2 separate regions of the Hordeum vulgare genome follow, and region 2 is linked to region 1. The links are chromatin contacts, called in public Hi-C maps. All regions are on one chromosome and are shown on one strand. The core of a region is the stretch at or near the end of the contact, and the rest is flanking DNA. Distances in the headings are between cores, read along the strand shown. Region 1 holds the start of LOC123444329 (NADH--cytochrome b5 reductase 1-like). Region 2 holds the start of LOC123444355 (E3 ubiquitin-protein ligase SIRP1-like).

Region 1 (5,649 bases), core at 2,046-4,545:
CTTTGTTCATTGGAGGAGGTCCACATCTCAATATCTGAAACAGCAAGTAACATCAGTGTCTTGTTTGCTGGACGAAAAGAGCTTGGATCATTTCCTTTGATACAAACCTGAATGTCGGCGGCAGGCGCTGGGCAGTGAGCTTGGATCATTTCCTTTGACACAAACCCAACACCACCATCCCAGACTTCAGGTGGCTGCACACGGAAAACAACGCCTATGGTGTAAGGTGCGTGCTAGCAACGTCAGCGTAATATCTCGTGTTACACGAGAATTCAGTGAGGATTGAAGTAATCATATAGTGCATGAAAGTTGTTATGCGAGTATTCCGTGAGGATTGCAATAATCATATTAGTCAAGAGTAGAAACAACATAAAGGGTCAGCCATGCAGTTTATAACAGGTCACAAGACAAAACATCAAACTTCATGACAGAATATACACCTGATTCAAGACATAGTAGATCTTGAAGCGATCAGGATAGTTTTTAGCCATATTGTCTAGTTCTTCCTGCATGGATCAAAGAAAGAAGCGGACATCAGCACTCAAAACACAATACCATACTGGTACCATAGTAAACTGCATTCATCATAAACAAGTCATAATGTGAGCCTAATGAGCTTCCCAAAAGCAAACACGAAGTATTTGGTCAACCTGTCATTTTCTTGTACAGGTCTAACCAGTAAAGAAATGGTATAACAGAACAAAATAAAATAAATTGTTGGCTGGTGTTTATGGTAGGGCATCTCCATAAATCATTTATCACAGAAGAGTAAGAAATAAGGTTGCTGGCACATTATGGAAAAAAAAAACTTATGGAAAAGGCATGTATGAAATATAATTCACAATGATTGATCTCATGATATGTTTCTGTTCTTTGTGGCGTGATTAGTCAGAAAATCCGTACACCTAGATTCTTCCAATTCCAGGAAACATGTCCTCTATGTATCGACAAAAGAACGAATTTGGAATGATAATCTGATTAAGTGCCAGTGAAGAACTGCAGCAAATTTGACAGCAAAAGCATACCAGCAGAAGGATGTCGTCATATGTGACATTAGCGTAGATCAAGTGAATTTTTGTATTGTCGCTTGGGTTCTCAAGAATTGCCCTTGTGACCTACGATAAGATAGCAAGATGCATTGCTCAGTACGAGCAGAAATGTTTCAAGTATTAACTGCAATGGAAGGACTTTGGGTCATATATTACTTGGAACATTGGCGTAATGCCTGATCCTCCAGCTATCATTCCAAATGCTCTCACTTGACCAGGCTGGTACTTGAAACGGCCCTGCATTAGAGACAAACACATTTAACCTCTTATTCAAACTATCAACATGCATGGAATTTTGAGTTTACACATTTCTGTTAGCAATTTTATGATCCATATGGTGTGGTTTATATTTCACGAAATTTAAATATACAACAAAGATAAGATCCAGAAAAAGACCATGAAAATGGCCAAATCAAGGAGATTCGGTAGAAACAATCAAGAGCTACTTACAATAAAAAGATAGACATACCTTTGGCCCCTTCACAGACATGTAGTCACCAACTTTCATCTCACGAAAATGATGAGACATTCTTCCTTGGGGATACATCTGTATAACGAGAAAGAAAAGTGGGAGAAAAAAAAAACAAGAGGTGAATTCACAACACTATACACAGATAGAGAAATAGATTGATATTGCAAATAAATATAATGAGAGCAAATAATACTAAAGCAAAATAATAGGACATGTTTACAGCAAGTTACTTTTATAACAAGCTCAAAGTATCCAATATCAGAATCCAGTGTAGTCGGAGTGTAAGGCTTGATTACTTCCTCACCAGTAGCATCCTGCCCTCTGCGGTCAGTTAACATAATACAGAAAACGACAGAATCAGAACATCCGACTCACTCCATGAACCAAAAAGAATGAACATTCAACTCAACATCATAACAGTAGACCAGGACATGAGCAGTAAAAGTGTTCAAACCTGCAGCTTATATGTTGGCCAATTGGAAGGCCCAACACAGAAGTAGGTGTCGGGAGAGCAAATTTGAACTTGGCCACGTTATGACTGATCTGTCTCTTCTGCACAAGTTTAAACTCTTTGAAATTCTCGGCATCCAAGCAGCCTACAGATCATAGCACGCCCATTAATATTTACGTATATTATACACAAACTTCAAAAGCAGTAATCTTGAATAGAGGAGAATGGTGTTTTGGCACCCGGGCTCCATGGAGGCCGGAATTTCTGAAAAAAACCAAAATTCGAAAATTTTGATTTCAAAAAATCTAAAAAAAAGTACAGCTAAACAAGTGTGTGTGTAAAATTTCAGGCCAAAATATTTTGAGACGCGACCTGTACAAAAAAGACATTCATTGTCTTGAAAGATGAATAGTGTCATGTGTTAAAAAGCTTCAGATTTGTCTTTTCTGCATAGCCCTCATTTCAACGTATTTAGTTCTAAATATTTACACACTTGTGTATGATACCTTCATCTATCTATGTTTTTTTTTCAGGATTTTTTGAAATATTAAAATACGAATTTTCACGAAATTTGAAGTTTGCATTTGGAGGCCTCCCTGAATAGACAAGTAATTTTGTCCAGAGGGTGGTAAGTGTGAAAATGAATCACATAAACGGTTTTTAAATCCCTAGAATCTGCAGGTGCAGAAGCATGTGGACTAAATAGTCGAATCATGCTGCAGCTTTGGATGAAGCGTGAACATGGAGCCACTGTGGATATATCAATATTATCTGTAGCAAACAACCTAAGCAAATGGCAGCCTAATCGATGGGCATGAAATGTCTCAGCTATAAGCTATTCCATGGGGAAAAAACAGAGGCCATCTCTTTCAGTTTCAGGAGATCCACTCCCCTTAGCCGTCAGCAAAGCATCATCGATCCACAGAAACCGACGCGCTAGGGCTCGACCACGGGCGCGAAGATGTCTTATGTATCTGTACGGAGTCGGGCGCGCGTACCCTTGGGTTTCTTGCTGCGGAGGAGGAGGAATCCGGCGCCGGCGGCCACGGCGACGACGGCCACCGCGACGGCCACCGTGGTCTCCGTGCTCTGCCCATGCAGGAACTCCATTATCGGGCGGCGGGTCACTTCCCCTCGTGGATTCGGGGAGAGATTCGCGTGGGGTCCGGGAATTTATGGGAGCGTCGTGGAGAGGGCCGGAGGAGGACAGTGGTGGTAGGTGGGGAAGTTGGAGGTGGGAGACGGCGCGGTGGAGAAGAAGGGGGTTTGGTTCATCTGCCGTTTGGTTGGAGGGTCTGGTTTCTCTCGCCTTGGAGACTGCGAATCTCGGTGATCGAACGGTAGAGATATGTGGAGATTAGGTGTCTTTTTCTTAATATAGATTACGTGTCTTTTATAGAGAGAGAAAAGATGACACACAAACCCAGAGGCTCACGCAACGCAATACCTGAACAAACGGGCCGGCCCGCCACAATCGTGTCAGCCACGGCACGACACGTCTGGGTCCAATTATTAAACGGGCCATGTCGTATCGGCCCGCGTGCCAGGCAACCAGGCGCAAGCACGGCACACCCTTTAATTGAGCCAGCCCGTCGGCACGCCTACTAGGATTTTAATATTTTAAGCCGTTACTTGACCGATTTCGGCCTGTTCGGCTATTATTTGGGTCGGTTTTGACATTTTTAGGCTGTTTTTTGGTTAATATTAACCTATTGAGCTTTATTTGTATCTCACACATATATATATATATATAATAAAAACGTTAAACGAGTCGTGTCATGCCGGCCCGTGTGCCCAGCCTCCAGGCCCAGGCACGGTCCGAGGCGTGCCGCGTGCCTGACACGGCCCGTTCACCTGGCCTACGGGCAGTCGGGCCGGCCCGTCAGGCACGACCCGTTTGACCAGATCTGCAAGGCATACTAAAAAGTACTCATCTCTTTAAAAAACATATGTACAACGAGTAGGCCTTTTAAGGATGAGTGTATGTACGTGCATATAAGCGCTTGCGTCTGTATTATGTTAAAAAAAATGAATAGATTTTTTGAAGCTCGGCCTTCGTAGTGTCTTTTATTTCAAAAAAAAATATCAATTTTTTGATTTTTTTAATATGCGAATTTACAAGGATGAAAGATGTATGTGTGCAAAAATTTAGAATAAAATACCTTAAAATGCGATATGTGTAAAAAGAACGAATTCATGCACTTTTAGGATGAATAGTATTATGTGCTAAAAAAATCATAAATTTGTCTTTTTTACACAGCCCTCGTTTCAACGTATTTCATCCTGAAAAATTACGCACATGTGTGTTACGCTTCATGTATATCTATATTTTTCAGATTTTTTTGAAATGTAAAAAATATGAATTTTCATGAATTTTGGATTTTTGGAAAGACGGCGGGCTCCAAACAACAGTTTCGATATTTACAACCTCACACCTCTAAAATATTAAGTTAGCAGATCTTGATATTAACGAAGAGGCCTCTTAAATAAGTCTAAAAAAGCACGAGCGCTCATCAAGCTAGTTTATGAATTAGATCTGGGTGTGCAAGTTCCACCAGAAAAAAACCTTTACCATCCGAGCATGTGTTTCTCACTAGTTATGTAAATGTGTAAAACATGTTACAGAAAATACCACTGAGAGTGTAAGAATATAGTGATACACATAGTAGTTGTTTTTTCATCATTTTGTCATATGAGACTGTGAGACAATTACTGATGTAGAGAAGTGTGAAGAAAACTACCAGGCAAAGAGTCCCCTCCCAAGACCGTAATGTAACTCTACGGGAGTTATAGAAGATCGCAGTGGTGATGAGGGGTTCGTCCACGACGACTGCAGCTTTCTCTGTCTGTGACAGGGAGGTTGATTCGGACGTTGGGGGTGGTCGGGGAGGGGTGGGGGTTTCTCTCGCGTGTGTTGTTCGTGCGGCTCTGGTGCGTCGACGAGTGAGAAACAGAGAAAGAGATGGAGGAGGGAGGAACAAGACGACTCGGGGGCAGGTCTGGCGGCCTCCTAGAGCTATATCGGGCGGCTGGAGTTAGACCGGCCGAAGGTTTTGGGTCGGCAGTCCGGCGCCCGCCTATCACTGTCTTTTATAGAGAGAGAAAAGATGACACACAAACCAAGACGCTCACACAACTCATACTAAAATTTACTCACAACCTTTTGGATCTCGGCCTTCATGGTGTCCTTTATTATTGAAATATTCAAAATTTAAATAGTTTGATTTTAAAGAAAAAATAAAAAATATGCAAGTATACAAGGACGAAAGATATACATGTGCAAAAATTTAGGATGAAATATCTTAAGATGCGATATGTGCAAAAAGAACAAATTCATGGACTTTTGGGATGAATAATATCATGTGTTAAAAAGTCATAAATTTAATTTTTTGCATAGACCTCGTATCAACGTATTTTATCCTAAAAATTTTACACACATGTGTATTACGCCTTCATGTATATCTATATTTTTTTTCAGATTTTTTTGAAATGCAAAAATATGAACTTTGATGAATTTTGGATTTTTAAAATAAACAACAAGCTCCAAACAACATTTTTGATATTTACAATCTCTATTAACACCTTTAAAATATTAAGTTGGCAGATCTTGATATTAACGAAGAGGCCTCTTAAATAAGTCTAAAAAGTGCGAGTGCTCATCAAGCTAGTTTATAAAT
Region 2 (5,649 bases), core at 1,027-3,526, 190 kb after region 1:
AAATCAACAGTGAACCACTAATCTGTATACGATAGAGCTTGTCTACCTCTGTTCTCCTGAAAAGAGCCATCTAAGCCATTGATTTAAGTAAGATCAACAGCCCACAAGTGTTGGGGACTTCTCGAGTTCTGGGGTGTGCTCTCACCTCAACGTGGAGGGATTAGCCCAACATTTCGAGCTACGTGCCGCCATTAACTCTCAAGATTGGAAGGTTTGACAAACAGGGGTGGTGACCACTGACCACGTGACTGTTTCGTGTCACTGTACGGCACGGCAACCTCATGCTTCATGCTTCTTTGGTTGGCCCATCAAGTAGCAAAAATGGAACTTGTACGAATCTTTCACATTTTACACTCATGAGAAGTTAGGTACATCTTCAACGATAACTCATATTTTTTCCCGCATATGTTTATGAATAGGGGGACGAGTACGCCGATGCGGGACGATGACATTCAACTATAATCGCATATATTTTGATAATAACTCAAACCAACTGGAAGAACGGCCGAATTTCATACAAACACGACGAATTTCATACAAACACGACGAATTTCATTACATTTACATACAATCCGGCTCTAAAGGTATAACTAATATCTAATCTAAATTATCGTTGGCGTCCGTTTCCCGTGTCCGGCCATGAACCCGGAGAACTGAGACTTTGCCTTCTCCAGTTCTGCTCGGCGCTCTCTAGCTCTGCCTCTGTAACCTCCTCCACTGGGGACCCGACAAGCACAAATGTCTACCTCCACGTCGCCGCCAAACGATTATAGGTTGACGTTGTTCAGCCCACCAAGCTTGGCATCGACGGGAGGGGAGGAGCGGTGGCCTTCCTGGGACCAGAGCAGTGGCGGCCTCCCGTGCACTACTCTTCGTCGCTGCAGGCGGCGCCCGCGGGCGTGCTGACATCATTGGGCGCGACCTCGATGATGTCCACCTCATCCTCGTCGGTTTTCCCAAACGATGACATGCCCTCCTCCTCATCGACCTTGGCCGCAGCCGCCATCTCCGCCACTCGCTGTCGGTACCGCTAGCGGTCGAGGCAAATCTGGTGGGAGGAGCGCTAGGACTCCAGGAGCACCTCCTGCTCCGTCAGGTCCGTGTCAGGCGCGATCGCCTTGCTCGCAACGAGCTGCTCATTCGCGTGCAGGTGTTCGTGAAGGAGATGGTGGTTGTAGGCGGCGGCGGTCTACTCCTCCCGGAACCGCTCCTCCCGCACCATGTCCATGTAATGGGCACCGACCTCGCAGATGGTCATGGTGCAGTGCATCGACAAGGGAGGCATGGCGATGGAGGAGGGTGGCATGACGAAGGAGAAAGAGGAGGTTGCGCAGGGTCGTCGTCGGTCGCGTCCTTCATTGGGACGTCAACATCCTCCGGCTGCCTGCCGGCCCGCCATCGGCCAACAATGTCGGCCATCTCCTTCTTCTGCTCCGGTGTCAGCCCCTCCCAAAGAGCTTTAGCGGGGGAGGAATCCATGATGGGAGAGGGATCGGAGGCTGATGACTGCAGCTATTGTTGGGGCAACGGTTCATATATCAATGGCGGGCAACATATGGACGAACGGGTGGTGATGGAGGAGACGCCTTGGCAACAACATGCCATCAATGTGGGCGGCAGATGGACGGACGAGCAACCGTCGTGTCGTTTGAGCGCGCAACAGTCGCCTGCATCGAGAAGCGGTGCAGGCGATGCTCTCTTGGCCAACGCGCCGCTTCAATGCCGGTGCCAGTGAGCGGTCGTGTCCCCTCTGGCTGGGCATAAATGCGGACACTGACGCTCTAAAGCGATATTGGCCGTTTTCACAAAGGGAAGGGGGTGATGGGTCAGGACAATTAGAATCGAACGAAGTAGTAGCCCGCATTCCCGCAAACCTCTGCACGCTTGTCTTCGATCTGTGAGAGAAATCGTATTCGAAAAACTTCAGACATCATACAGAATCGTGTTAGATGACTTTCATGGATCGGATCATGCGACCCGGACCGATGCCAAAGATTTATAGGTGAACATGCCACACCAACAAAATAAAGACGGAGCCCATCATACACCTAGTTTACAGGTGGTCCGCTTGGGATGATGAAAATGATGGCCTATCTATCGGCCAAACCCTCCATCCCCATCACCACTTGAATAAAAAAGATCCCCCAAAAAAGATCAGAAGCTTTGTATGCTTTCCAAGCCATAACAAACTTTGCCGGTGGGATCTGAAACTAATCTGTTTCCTCTTGGAGATTTGCGCCCGGAGCATATAAAAAAATCGTCCCTATTTTCCTTGACGATGAAGGGAAAAAGAAAGGGTCGATAACCTCTAGGGACCAGGGAGTAAAGTATCCACCAGTCAAGCTAGCCTGTAACTTCCTCCCTGTTCTTCTTTGGTTTGGCCTACCCCGAGCAAAAGGAGGACTAGGACTAGGAGCAGGGGGGCGCCTCTACTCCATCCAATCCGATCCAATCCACTCCACAGGAGAAAAGCCAGGGGTCAGCCGCTTCCTGGTATGATGGACTTTCCTTTCTTCATTCGTGCTTAGTTTCGAGCAAAAGATGGATATTTTTGGGGGGCTGATTCGTCCCGGTGTGCTCTAAATCAAGAACATGGCGTGGAGCCTGTTCCATACCCCCCCTCCCGTCGAATAATATCATTTTCTCCTGCGAAGGGGCGATTAGGGTGCTCGTTCGTTCGGGGATTTATGCGGGGATTTGTGTAGGCTGGGATCGACGACGGGTCTCGCCACCAAATTTATTTCCGGCGCGACGCAATGTTGTGTGAATCTTTGAGTGGTGCCGGAATTGGTCCTTCTGCTTTTAGGGAGGAATGGTATCCTGTTCCCCGTAGGATGGAATCGGCACCTGGTTCTTGGGCTGAGAATCCTGCCTCTTGATCTCCGCCTCCCCTTCTCGGAGATCTCGGTGTCGCCGCGCCTTCAGTTGGGTCTTCTCTTTAGGAATTATTAGGACTGCCTGCCACTCCTGTTCCCAAAGAATCAAAAGACTAGAGTCAACTTTGTATTTGATGCAAGACCTAGCTATGTTCTTCGCCTTGTTCTTGTTCCTCATGCTGGCCTCTTGTAAGATATATGCATGCTTGCCATTGCGGTGTGGAATCTTGTTGCAGATGGACACCGTATTGCTCGTCTTGTTCCACTTGTTCTTGGAAAAATAATTGTTCCTGAGATGCTGCACTTATTTTCTCATATATGACAAATTATATCATGTGTGGTTGTTTTCTTGGGGATTTATACAGATTACCCTTCAACTAAATAATTGTGCATGGTTCACAGGTTTGACTTTTCACCGTGTTCTACGCTTGATCGACGGAAGGATTTGCGATATGGCAGAAGCTGCCATCACGCGGTACTGGTGCCATGAATGTCAGCAGGCCGTTGAGGAGGCCATGGTGGAGGAGCTCAAGTGTCCATTGTGTGACGGTGGGTTTGTCGAAGAGATGATCGGTGAGCATTTTGAGGCATTGGCAAGCCAGCTATCAGAGCAAGGGCCAACTCAGTGGGACCCGCTGGACAACCCTTTTGAGCAGCCAGGATCGCCGGGGGACAGCGATGATGAAGATAATAGTGATATAGGCCGTGAGTTTGAGGGTTTCATCAGAAGGCATCGGCGGGCATCGGCACTGCGCCGTGTGCTTGACAGCATCCATGATGACCTTAGAGATGACAGGGAAAGGGACAACTCCGTTCTGATCAGTGCTTTCAACCAGGCCCTCGCTCTGCAAGGTGCAGCGCTTGACCCTGACGAGGACCGAGGCGACCATGGCAACTCAAATAACGATGATGGTTTGCTAGAGGAGTATGTCCTCGGGGCAGGGCTTAGTCTGCTTCTTCAGCATTTGGCTGAGAATGACCCAAGCCGGTATGGTACCCCTCCCGCGAAGAAAGAAGCAGTCGAAGCCCTGCCCACTGTCAAAATCGAAGAGGTTGTCAGCTGTTCAGTTTGTCTTGATGACCTTGATCTAGGGTCCCAGGCTAAGCAGTTGCCTTGTGAACATAAGTTTCACTCACCATGTATCCTGCCATGGCTTGAACTCCATAGTTCCTGCCCAGTTTGTCGGTTCGAGCTGCCATCTGATGAGACAAAAGACTTAAGCGAGACTAGCAACGTTGATCGAATAGAGAGCAGCCATGAGGAGGTCAGAGCTGATGGCCCTGCAAACGATGGCGAGGACAGTAACACAAATGACAGAGAGGACAGTAACAGACCTTGGGCCCTTGTCCCTTGGTTTAATGGCCTATTCTCGACACCTGAGCCGCAAACTGTCAGGGCTACTTTGACTGATCAGCAGCTGCCTCCTGCTTCTGGAACCAACCCAAATGCAGGGCATAGTTGATCTTCTCTACTGCTGTGAATAATGATCGTACATCTGAGAATAGTGATGCAACTTTGTCAGTAGAACTCTTCTTTCCATCTTATCGATCATCTATCTGGATGAACAACAGGGTACAAAGTTTGTGACTGCTTTGACATATGATTTGCGCTCATTTCACTTTGCTTCAGTGTTATGGCTAAGGCAACCTCATATCTTATTACATCACTTTCCTTCCTCTTTAGTGGTGTGAATTATGCATTCATGATTGTTGCTATCTTGAGCTACTGCAGTCTTCTTTCACTTAAAACATTGACCAGAAAGCAACCTTTTTAAACCATCCTCGTCGAAAATATTATGAGTAGAGTCGTAGGGAAGTCAAAAGCTAATGTTGTGCATGAACTTAGTGAAGGTGTTGTTGCCCAAAATTATTTTTGACCGACTGTGGAACTATACAATAGTTCTATATATTTTAATTAATAAAAAAAATTATGTACTCCCTTTGATCCATATCAATTGTCGCTGATTTAGTACAACTTTGTACTAAATCAGCAACAATTAATATGGATCAGAGGGAGTACATATTATGCATCTGGTTGAAGGGAAGTTGAGCTAATGTTGTGCATAAAGTTTTTTTTTTTTTTGGTTTTGTTGTGCATAAAGTTAGTATTGTTGCCCAAAATTATACATCTGGTTCCAAAAAAAAACGACGATATTTGACAGTGTATGGAATTCCTCTTTACAGGTAGCTACTTTTCTGTTATGCCGAAATTCCTGCGGTTATGAAAATGTTGTGCTACAGTTATGCTATTCCCTCGGTTTTACCTTTGATATAAACCTTTGAATGATCCAGGTTTCATTTGTTTTCGGTTTAACAGATTTTTTTTCCTACGATTATGTTGTTTCGTTGTGGCGTCAATTTGATTAAACCTTTGAATGATTCATGTTTCATTTGTTTTCGGTTTAATGAGATGTCCTATTCCTCTGCTTAGCTGTGACAGTTGTTTGCTCCAAGTTGATTGCAGCCTCTTGTCTTAAGCCCACATTATTGCCCATTGGTTTAGTGGATGCCATGGGATTGAAATGATGCGATATCTAAGATAATCGCATCTAAATCTAAACCAGTCTGTTCATCTTTTGTCAAGCAGCAAATGCTCGGTTCCTCGGGACCGTGGCGGCATCGGAGAAAATTAATGGCGAGCTTAGTGGCTGTGGGATCTATGCTTGCCTTTGCATTATGCATCCGATTATTGTTCCTGAAAATTTAGGAGGTGCTTACAAGCATAAGCTTCGATATGAATTCCTTGATGATGTGATACTAATCAACGGTTGTC

The links. A called contact is a pair of places that touch in the nucleus more often than the background predicts.
Region 2: a contact with region 1 is called in a Hi-C map of leaf, with 4 times the contacts expected there. The contact joins the promoter of LOC123444355 here to the promoter of LOC123444329 in region 1. A contact is called at or near these places in 4 of 6 Hi-C or Micro-C datasets (leaf and seedling) and 1 of 1 datasets of contacts at active chromatin or transcription factors (embryo).

What each region holds. Positions count from the first base shown.
Region 1 is chr1H:449,731,937-449,737,585 of MorexV3_pseudomolecules_assembly, forward strand. LOC123444329 (NADH--cytochrome b5 reductase 1-like) reads right to left here and starts at 3,296. Exons shown (of 9, transcript XM_045121018.1): 1 at 2,971-3,296; 2 at 1,976-2,117; 3 at 1,752-1,842; 4 at 1,519-1,596; 5 at 1,206-1,286; 6 at 1,026-1,115; 7 at 441-506; 8 at 108-194; 9 at 1-34. The coding sequence starts at 3,082.
Region 2 is chr1H:449,921,723-449,927,371 of MorexV3_pseudomolecules_assembly, forward strand. It overlaps LOC123444355 (E3 ubiquitin-protein ligase SIRP1-like), which reads left to right and starts at 2,277. Exons shown (of 2, transcript XM_045121049.1): 1 at 2,277-2,493; 2 at 3,279-4,538. The coding sequence starts at 3,329. The coding sequence ends at 4,339.